Linked DNA regions of Bos taurus: region 1 is linked to region 2. Evidence: chromatin contacts called from public Hi-C data. All regions are on one chromosome and are shown on one strand. Each heading gives the region's core, a stretch centred on a gene start, on an enhancer-like site or on the middle of the called end of the contact. The rest is flanking DNA. Distances are from core to core; before and after follow the strand shown. Region 1 overlaps SPTBN4 (spectrin beta, non-erythrocytic 4). Region 2 has its middle 22 kb from the start of TRNAG-CCC.

Evidence for each region. A called contact is a pair of places that touch in the nucleus more often than the background predicts.
Region 1: a Hi-C map of an unstated tissue shows a contact between it and region 2, with 4 times the contacts expected there. The contact joins two enhancer-like sites. A contact is called at or near these places in 2 of 11 Hi-C or Micro-C datasets (8-cell embryo and an unstated tissue).

What each region holds. Positions count from the first base shown.
Region 1 is chr18:49,809,513-49,815,220 of ARS-UCD2.0, forward strand. It overlaps SPTBN4 (spectrin beta, non-erythrocytic 4), which reads left to right. Exons shown (of 35, transcript NM_001192910.3): 2 at 3,389-3,540; 3 at 4,687-4,860. Among named protein-coding and RNA genes, the nearest start is that of SPTBN4, 10 kb to the left of the region's middle. Within about 2 kb of position 4,364, at least 6 of the 102 cell types and tissues checked have an H3K27ac peak or open chromatin away from gene starts, as enhancers often do.
Region 2 is chr18:49,559,889-49,565,025 of ARS-UCD2.0, forward strand. No RefSeq gene overlaps it. Among named protein-coding and RNA genes, the nearest start is that of TRNAG-CCC, 22 kb to the left of the region's middle. Within about 2 kb of position 3,708, at least 5 of the 102 cell types and tissues checked have an H3K27ac peak or open chromatin away from gene starts, as enhancers often do.

The DNA of each region.
Region 1 (5,708 bases), core at 3,114-5,613, 250 kb after region 2:
ACCCATGTCTCCTGCATTGCAGGTAGATGCTTTACCCTCTGAGCTACCGCGGAAGCCATGCCCTTCTCCAGGGGATCTTCCTGATCCAGGGATCGAACCGGTGTCTCTTATGTCTCCTGCACTGGCAGGCGGGTTCTTTACCACTAGGAAACCCTGGGGAGGAAATGAATCCCTCAGCCCTTTCTCTCTCCCCTCATCTCCTGCTAGCCAAACCCAACCTCTAATGGCCCAAGAGCCCATTCCCATGGTCCACCCTGGCCAGCCTCCCTGGGCTCACAGCAGGTGCACCAGCGAGGAGGTGGCACCAGAAGGGCAGATGGAAGGCACCCAGCGAGGTAGCCACACGCACTCAGGCACAGTCAACATTCAATGTCAACTTAGGCCAGAACTGGCACTCTAGGACACATTTGGTTTCAACCCCCTGTGTTTTATAAAAACGTAAATCAGTTGCCAGCATTTAAAAATAGGGAGATTCTTGTCTCCAGATTTTTGGCACCTCATGGGCTATCACGTGGTACGGCAGCACCAGGCCTTCACTCCTGTGAGGCTCCAGTCATGTGGGGCTGTGTGGCTGCTGCTCCCTTTTACCAGGGCCTCATTCTCCCTTGTGCCTGGCCCTGGTGAGCATTTCAGTTCTGGATCCCAGCTCCATGCTAACGAGACTGTAATCACAAACTCCCAAATCTCACTGCATATTTCTCTATAAAGTCACCATCTAGACAGTCCAGGATGTGTTTCTTCATCTTTAAAAGAGTATTATTTATTGGCTGCACTGCTGCGTCTTAGTTGCTGAGCTCAGGCTTTCTCTAGTTGCGGTGAGCAGAGGCTACTTTGGTGCACAGGCTTCTCACTGCAATGGCCTCTCTTATTGAGCAGTACAGGCCCTAGGAGAGGGGGCTTCCCTAGTGGCAGCTCGTGGGCTTAGGTGCCCTGCAGCATGTGGAAACTTCTCAGACCAAGGATCGAACCCGTGTCGCCTCCATTGGACTACCAAGGAAGTCCATCCAGGATGTGTTACTACTAATTTTCTTTGCAGATCACAGAAATGAAGTTACAAAATTAAAAACTATTCTCCCGAGTCCTTGTTTTCCAAGCATGCATTCCCAAACACCCAGGGTCCCCCAGAGCCCACTGAAGTAACCCTGACCTAGTCTAAACCCCTTATTTTGGAAATGGGAAAACAGAGGCCCAAAGAGGAGGGATGGGCTTTGGGCTTTTCCCAACATAGCCTGTCATTAGTAAAGGCAGAGCTGAATCCAGTCGCCCTCATTCTGCCCCTCTCAGGGGATGCACTCAAGTTCCACTCGGGCCTCAGCATGAACTGCAATCTGCTCTGGGTGTTGGCTGTCAGAGGCAGGATAAGCAAACACTCTATTTACATTATTTCCCATTATTACTTCCTTATGTGTGATCATTGATCATGTGTTCACACAGGTCCCCCATCCCATCCAAAAGCACACAACTCACATTTAAGCAAACAAGTTATTCCATTTGGATTCACTGGGTTGTTTCTGTATATTCAAAAAACATTTATTTTTAAATTTTATCTATTATTTATTTGGCTGAGCTTGGTCTTAGTTATGTGGGATCTAGTTCCCTGACCAGGTAGTATATGGTATATCCATACAATGGATCACTGGGGCTTCCTAGGTGGTGCTAGTGGTAAAGAACTCACCTGCCAATGCAGGAGACATAAGAGACGTGGGTTCGATCCCTGGGTCGGGAAGATCAGCTGAAGGAAGGCAAGGCAACCCACTCCAGGATTGTTGCCTGAAGAATCTCCATGGACAGAGGAGCCTGGGGAGCTACAGTCCATAGGGTCACACAGAATGGGACACAACTGAGTGACTTAGCACCCACCTTAGCATGCATGGAATATTACTTAGCTGTAAAAAGGAATAAAAAACTGCTACATACCACAACATGGATGAACCTTGAAAACATTATGCCGAGTGAAAGAAGTCGGACACAAAAGGCCACACGATCCCATTTATGTGAAGTATCCAGAGTAGGAAAATCCTTAGAGTCCGAAAATGGATGAATGGTTGCCTAGGGTTAGGAAAAGGTGGAATGGGAAGTGACTGTTAACAGGTATGGGGTTTCTTTTCTGGGGTGGTAAAAGTGTTCCAATATTAGATAGAGGTGATGGTCGTATAACTCTGCTGCTGCTGCTGCTAAGTCACTTCAGTCGTGTCCGACTCTGTGCAACTTCATAGACAGCAGCCCACGTATAACTCTGTGAATATGCTAAAAACCACTGAATTTACAACTTAGAAGGACAAATTCTATAGTATGGGAATTATAGCTCATACTAAAACTGTTATTTAAAAAAGAAATGACAGGAAGAGAGGTCCCAAACAATTTCTTGGTAAGCAGCGAGGAGAAGTTTCACACCTCCTCCCTACCTTGCACCTCCCCTTTAAGTCATCCCAAGCCCACTCCTTACCCCAGGGATGAGGGAAACCTGGCAATCCAGCTGCTACAGAGGGGAAGATGTGGCTCCTGCCCGCAGGGAACATGCAGTCTAGCATATTCCTTCCTCTTCATTCCGCCACAGCCTGTCAGTGGCTAACCCTTACTTTTTCATCTTTAAATAACTTCAAGATGCCCCCCTCTCCCATCCCCTCAATGTCTGCCTGGTCCAGCCTCTTCCTGTCTCTCCTGAGTCCTTTCCCCAATCTCCTCCCTGGGCTCCAGGCTACCATTCTTGCCCTTTCAGATGTACCCTCCCCACAGCAGCCAGGGATATTCCTGAGACCCAACCCTCATCCTCTCCTCCCTCCTTAACCCTCTATAACTCCCTAGACTATTATCTGTGTGCTTAGTCACTCAGTCATGTCCGACTCTTTGCAACCCCAAGGACTGTAGCCCACCAGGCGCCTTTGTTCATGGGATTTTCCCAGGCAAGTATACTGGAGTGGGTTGCCATTTCCTCCTCCAAGGGATCTTCTCGACCCAGGTATCGAACATGCGTCTCCTGCATTGGCAGGCGGATTCTTTACCGTGGAACCACGGGGAAGCCCCAGCTTATTATCTGTGCCCCCACTAAACTGAACTCTGCCAGGAAAAGGCTCTGACTGAATTCAGAGCCCAGAACAGTGCCAGGCACATAGTGGGCGCTCAAATACTTACTGAACGAATGAACAGAGCTGACTAGGGTAAGATACAAGACAGTTTTCCTGTGGAACTGATATCTCAGGAAGATTTTAAAGGACAGCAGAGGGGGGTGAGGGGAGGGCGTCTCAGATAGGAGGAAGCACTTGCAAAGACCTGATAGTTGCAGAGAGCTGGGCCTGGGCGAGAACTGCCCAGGCCTTGGAGGGCTGGGGTGAAACTGGAAGGCGGAGCTCCTGGAGGAGCTAGGGGCTCATCAGGACCTGTCCTTCAGATGAGCGGGAGGCTGTGCAGAAGAAAACCTTCACCAAGTGGGTGAACTCGCACCTCGCCCGCGTCGGCTGCCACATTGGGGACCTCTACACAGACCTCAGGGACGGCTTCGTGCTCACGCGGCTGCTGGAAGTGCTGTCCGGGGAGCAGCTGGTGAGGGGGCCAGAAGGGCTGGGGACAGGGGGCCACCCTGGGGTCTCGGGCTGGGCTACTGCAGGGCCAGGCTAATGGATGGACAGAGCTTACTAGAAAGACTGAGTGGGTTAAAGGCCCCTCATTCAGGTGGGCAGGGCCATGGCACAGGGTTGAGCTTAGTTGGGAAGAGCCTGGGGTCTGACTTGGAACAGAGGTGGGATTCTGTTTAAGGAGAGGGCTGTCCTTCGGGGAGGAACTCTGGGCTTGGGTGGGGCTCCATTGGAAGTGGTGATGGTGGGGGGCTAATGGAGAAGGATGGAGCTTTATTAGAAGGGCTTGGCTTGGATAAGCGGTAGCAGGAGGCATGGCTATAAAATTGGGGCAGAACTCTGTTGCAGGGGTGTATGGTTGAGGGTGTGGTTGTCATCGGAAAAGTGAGGCCGAGTTCGCTGGAGTCTGGGGATTAAATGGAACTCTTGTATGGATACCACTTATTGTATGGGTTGCAGTTGTATTTCTGGGCTTGGATGGGACTGGGCTTGGATGGGACTTCATTGCAAAGGGTGGGGTTATAATGGAGCTAGAGATTGATGAAAGGACCAGCGCTTAAAGCTCTGGAAGTTATGAGGGGCATAAGGTATAGAACAGGAGCACCCTTGGAAGGAATAGAGCAACTGAACAGCAACATAAACAAGAGAAGACTCCTGGAGTGGGGCGGGGCTTGAAAGGAGTGGGCGTGGCTCTAGGCACAAATCTGAAGAGGAGGAAGTGAGGGGTGTGGTCATGGGACTAGAGGCAAAACAGTGGTGGCCTGGGACAGAGATCCAATGGAAGGGGCGGGAGTAAGACTATGAACAGGGGGCGGGGCTTCATGATGAAAGGTGTGGCTATCAGTTTAGAGGTGGAGCTTAACTTGAAGGGGCGGGACCAGGAACTAGAATAAGCCCTGAAAGGACTTAGACTCTTAGAAGGCGTCTGGCTATGAGTGGCGCAGAGCTTCTTTAGAAGGCCTGGATCCTGGGTCTTTGATAAGGCTGAGGGGGTGTGGCCTGGACCAGGGGTAGAGGGGCCTAGTTATGTAGATGACCTTCTTTGAAAGAGGTGGGACGGAGGGCACGTGCTCTTGGCCAGGCCCTGGCTCTCCTAATGACCCTGCCGCCCTAGCCAAGGCCCACGCGTGGTCGCATGAGGATCCACTCACTGGAAAACGTAGACAAGGCCCTGCAGTTCCTGAAGGAGCAGCGTGTGCACCTGGAGAACGTGGGCTCACATGACATCGTGGACGGGAACCACCGACTGACCTTGGGGCTGGTCTGGACCATCATCCTTCGCTTCCAGGTGATCCCAAGTGACCCCAGCCCAGCCCACCACCCAGAGGGAGGCCTTAAGAGGTTGTCCCTCACCCACTCATCCAGTCATTCCAGAAATATTCCTAATATGCTCCAGGAAATAATATCATCATTATAATCATCATGTATGTAGATTTTACTCTGTTCTAAGCACTTGGCATTTAATATGCACAATAACCCCATAAATTAGATATTATTCGTTATACCATTTTACCAACATGGAAACTAAAGCTCAGAGAGGTGAAGTAATATGCTCAAGGTCACACAGCTGGGTAGTGAAGCTGGAATAGGAATCCAGGCAGTCTTGCTCCAGTTCAGAGACAAAATAGACAAATTTTCTGTCTTTATGGAGCAAGACATGGGGGACCAGCAGTAGACAGATGATAAATAAACCCATCAATATGTAAACAAGACATATGTGGGAAAAGGACCAATTCTAAGCAGAGAAAAAAAGAAATAAAGAGTCACACAGATAAGAATAGATTATGATAAAGCAGTAATAGGGATCATATGGACCAGAGAAGGGCTTGGTGAGAGGCTGGTGGCTGAATGATTATGAAGATGAAAGGGAAAAGCATTCCAGGCAGAGGGCACAGCAGATGCAAAGTCTCTGGGGTGGGAATGAGCTAAGCTTGTTGCAGGAACAGAAAGACCAGTATGACTAGAGACTAGGAGGCAAGGGGGAGACAGGGAGGAGACGAGTCAGAAGTGTCAGCAGGGCCTAGGTGATCTGTGATTAACAATTTGATCTTATTCTGTCTGAGATGGGGAGAAATTAGAGTTTTATCAAGAGAAAAGGCATCATCAGACTTAGAAATATCTCTCTGGATTGGGGGT
Region 2 (5,137 bases), core at 2,458-4,957:
ACCTCTGGAAAACTCCACTAAGCCCTTGTGGAAGAATGAAAGTGAAAGGGGAAACACACAAGGCCCAGGAATTAGAGCCAAATAGGGAAAAGCTCTAATGGGCTATCTTTATTAGAATTTTAATTAATTAATTTAGCTGTACCAGGTCTTAGTTGCATCAGGTGGGATCTTTTGTTGCAGCTCATGGATTCCGTAATTGCAACACATGGGCGTGCCTGCCCTGTAGCATGTGGGATCTTAATTTCCCAGTCAGGGATCGAACTGGTGTCCCCCGCATTGCAAGGCAGGTTCTTAACCACTGGACCACCAGGGAAGCCTCTCTAATGGGTTATCTCTACTCCAGAGCCCCTAGTGGGGTCAACCAAGGTCAATGTTGTAGCTGTATCATAATTCAAATTCTCCACTGCGCAAACCTTGTGCTTCCCTCTTCCTTCCGCACGCGTCTAACACTTCAAAGCTTCAGTGTCAAATTGCAACAGGATTTATCAGCATATGGATGGAACATAAGACCTAGAAGTTGCATTTAACACATAAACAAGTCCTAACGTATTTTAGGCCTATTTTGCAAGATTTAGACTCCTATCTATACTGTGAGCCTGACATCCTGACCTAGAGAGATTAAAAAAAAATAAAAAATAGCTGCCAGAAGCACTATTTACAATAGCCAAGACATAGAAGAAACTTAAATGTTCATCAACAGATGAATGGATAAAGGAGATGTGGTACATATATACAATGAGTAATATACTCAGGCATAAAAAAAAGAATGAAATAATGCCATTTGCAGCAAGATGAATGGACCTAGAGCTTATCATACTAAGTAAATTAAATCAAAGATAAATAATACAAATATCATATGGTATCACTTACATGTGGAATTTTTAAAAATGATACAAATGAACTCATTTACAAAACAGATACACTGACAGAAAACAAACTTATGGTTAACAAAAGGGAAAGGGGGAGGGATAAATTAAGAATTGGGGATTAAAAGATACGTACCCTGGTGGCTCAGCTGGTAAAGAATCCACCTGCAATGCAGGAGACCTGGGTTCGATCCCTGGGTTGGGAAGATCCCCTGGAGAAGGGAACGGCTACCCACTCCAGTATTCTGGCCTAGAGAACTCCATGGGGTCACAAAGAGTCAGACACGACTGGGCAACTTTCACTTTCAATATTATATATAAAATAAGTAAACAACAAGGACCGGTATAGCTCAAGGAACTATATTCAATATCTGGTAGTAACCTATAATGGAAACAAATCTAAATATATATATATTCAACATATCACTTTGCTGTAAACCTGAAACATTATAAGTCAGCTATACTTTGACTTTAAAATTTTTAATTTTAAAAACCATAAAAACTTTAAAAAAGAAAAACAACTGCTATAAGCATTTCCTAGACATCACAAAAGGAAAAAAGTCAAAGATGCCCAATCTCATTCGAATTCGGTATTCAGAAACATTCTCATTAAAACTATGACAGCATACTGTTTCATATCCAGCTAGTTGTCAAAAACGTAAAAGCCTCTCCATATGAGGTTTTAATCCAGAGTGAAACAAAAATTCATGAGTCCATGTTGATTTAATAGTCAAATATGTAAGTAATGGGGAGAAGGAATGGCTCTTTCTTTCAATAGAATTTCAACTAACAGATGTAGAAGGAGAAAGAGACGTGCAAAATCACTATTAGGCAAATGCCCAGTACAACTGTTGCAGACCAGATCCATGCTAAAATTTGTAGGTGCAAGACTGAGGAGAATCAAGACTTGTATAGTCACAAAGTATCTTCCCCAAGATACTTCTTACCTGCTAAGGGAAAAACAGGAACTTTACAGCGGAGATGTGCAGTAGACTGTGCCTTAACCAAGTGACCCAGGTCAATATCACCCACAAGACATAGTGACATGCCTGATATGTTGCACTGAGAAAGATGCTGCACAAATGTTGCACAGCATCATTTGTATGGTATTCCTGGCCAAAAAAAAAAAATTGCATAACTTCATTTCAACCATGGAAAACAGGCAAACCCAAGCTGAGGGACATTTAATAAAAGAACTGATCGGTTCTCCTTAAAAGTGTCAAGGTTGGGACTTCCCTGGTGGTCCAGTGGCTGAGACTCCATGCTCCCAGTGCAGGGGGCCCAGGTTCAATCCCTAATCAGGGACGCAGATTCCCACTTGCTGCAACTAAAGATTCTACAGGCCACAACGAAGATCAAAGATCCCATATGCTGCAAAAGATCCCACATGGCCCACTTGGAGTGGCCAAATAAATGGATAAGGTCATGAAAGACAAGGAAATGAAGAGGAATGGTCACTGACTCTCGGAGGTTAAGGGCATCTGACAACTCAGTGTAGGATCCTGGATTTGTTCCTGGAACATAAAGACATCAGCAGAAAAACTGTTAAAATTCAAGCCAGGCTGGTAGTTAAATTAATAATATGATGCCATGTTAATGTCCTGGGTGTGATCACTCTGAAAGTGAAAGTGTTAGTCGCTCAGTCATGTCCAGCTCTTTGCAACCCCATGGACTATAACCCACCAGGCTCCTCTGCCCATGGGATTTTCCAGGCAAGGATAGTGGAATGCGTTGCTAATCCCTTCTCCAAGGGATATTCACAACCCAGGGATTGAACCTGTGTCTCCTGCATAGGAAGTGGATTCTTTATCAGCTGAGCCATCAGGGAAGCCCTCTGCTGTAATACTATATTAATACTATAGAGTTTGATCCGGAGAAGGCAATGGCACCCCACTCCAGTAGTCTTGCCTGGAAAATCCCACAGACGGAGGAGCCTGGTAGGCTGCAGTCCATGGGGTCACTAAGAGTAGGACGTGACTGAGCGACTTCACTTTCACTTTCCACTTTCATGCATTGGAGAAGGAAATGGCAACCCACTCCAGTGTTCTTGCCTGGAGAATCCCAGGGATGGGGGAGCCTGGTGGGCTGCTGTCTATGGGGTCGCACAGAGTTGGACACGACTGAAGCGACTTAGCAGCAGCAGAGTTTAATCACTCTAAGCAGGGTGAGAGATACACAGGGAATTCTCTGTACTAGCAGCAAATTTCCTCTAAGTCTAAAATTACCTAGTATAGCAGCTTCCACCTCACTCCCTCTGGGTCTGATCTCTGGAGAGAAGTGCGGGTGTCGTGAATGAGAAGCGCAGTAAAGAGGTGATTTAAATCACTTATATAGGTCAGTCCTTCCAAGTCTTTGTTTACATTCAGCCAATTTTCCTGTGTGTTTTTTTTTTTTCACACCAACTAGTCCTAGAACCCTCTCCAATATGCCCACACAATTTTTTGTTAAGATGGATCCCAGTGAACAGACCTGTGGGTACATGCCTACACTTATTATGGGGTGGAGTCCCATTCCTTTTTGACCCCCAAGGAGTCTTCCTGCGCGAGTGCAGAAGTCTTCCTTGACCTTAGGAGTGCTCGTCTTATCTCTTTACTTCAGCAGAGCTCAGCTTCTGTCACTAGCTTTGTCCTTGGACGTCTGTGTGAGAACAAAGATTTCACTCCACTTGACAAACACCAGCTGACTGGAGGCCCATCTACCTCCTACCTCAGGTCCACTTGCCCGGAGGGAAATCCAGATGCGGGTCCTAAGGGAACTATGGTGAGGGCCGTACAGTGAGGAACTGAGGTGTATGTGTGCTGTGCTCAATCGTGCCCAACTCTTTGCGACCCCATGGACTGTAGCCTGCCAGGATCCTCTGTCCAGGGGATCTTCCCAACCCAGGGACTGAACCTGTGTCTCCTGCATTGCAGGTGGGTACTTTACTATTGAGCCACCTGGGAGGAGCTGACACTTCTGGCCAAGAGGCTGAGCGGATTTCCCCAGCCCCATTCAAGTCTTCTGATGAGTGAGGCCTTCACAGTGAGGATGAGCCAGGGCTTCAAGCAAGGATCATCCAGATAAGCCATCCTCTAATACCTGACTCACAGAAAGTGTGTGAGGTGACCAACGTTTATTATTTTGAGCAGCTTTAGAGAAAACAATTGCTGTTGTGAATGGTGGCCACCAGGTGGCACACGGATACCAAGGATGGAAAGGCAAAAAAAAAAAACAAAAAAAAAACGGCTGCCAACATGATAAAGAGGTCAGGGCTCTGAGTTCATTTATAAATGTATCACAAGCCTAATAAAGATGTCATCAGGTTTTTCTTTTCTACAGCTAGGCAACTTGATTATAAGGTTTATTTGGAAGTACAGCAGGCAAATGTGGGGGTAGAAATGAAAAAGAAGAAGAAGAGGGGAGAAAACAGATAGTAAAAACAATATAAAACAATGTGTTGCGGATGCATCCCTTACATACACAGATCAACCCAGAAATAGAAACAATTGCTTATGGAAACTTACAGAATCATGTAATACTTTTTAATTCAGGAAGAATCTTTAGGGAAGTTTTTAATTTAGTGCTATTGGATCAACTAGATGAACAAGCAAACAAAAAAGCTTGAGTCCATTCCTCACACAGGATACCAGCTTAAATTCAAACTATATCAATGACCTAAGTGGAAAAATACAATCTCATAAATAATAAAACACTAGTGAGTCTCTTAATGACCTGAAAGTGTGAGAGTGGGGTGTATTTGCCAAACGGTTCATCAAAATTCAGAGGTGATGAAAGAGCATTTTGTTAAATGACCAAGCAAAAATGAAAACCTTTCACAGGTTCAAAACATAAACCCACCATGGGCAAACTAAAAACTACAGATGACAAAATGGAAAAAGAAATATTTACAACTAGAATCACAAAGGGTCTCTAAAGTATAAAGAGCATCTAAAAATCAAGGCAAAAAAGACCCAGAAACCTATTGAAAGAGGGTAAGATATACGAAGAGGAAGTTCACATAAAAAGAAATGCAAATATCCCCTGCATACACAAAAATATGCTCATACTATTCAGCTGTAAAAGGAAATAAGATCTATTAGGAGTACAGATACATAAGTGGGTGGGTGGGTGTGTGTGTGTGCAGTCTTTAAGATACAGTGAAAAAAAGCAAGGTGCAATTAAAGTGCCCAGATTGCTACCTTTTGTGCAGGAAGGAGGCACAGGGTCTCCCGTTTTCTGGCACGTGGCCTAGGGGGTGATGAGAGCTGGTGGAGAGTGGCTGAGTGTGAGAG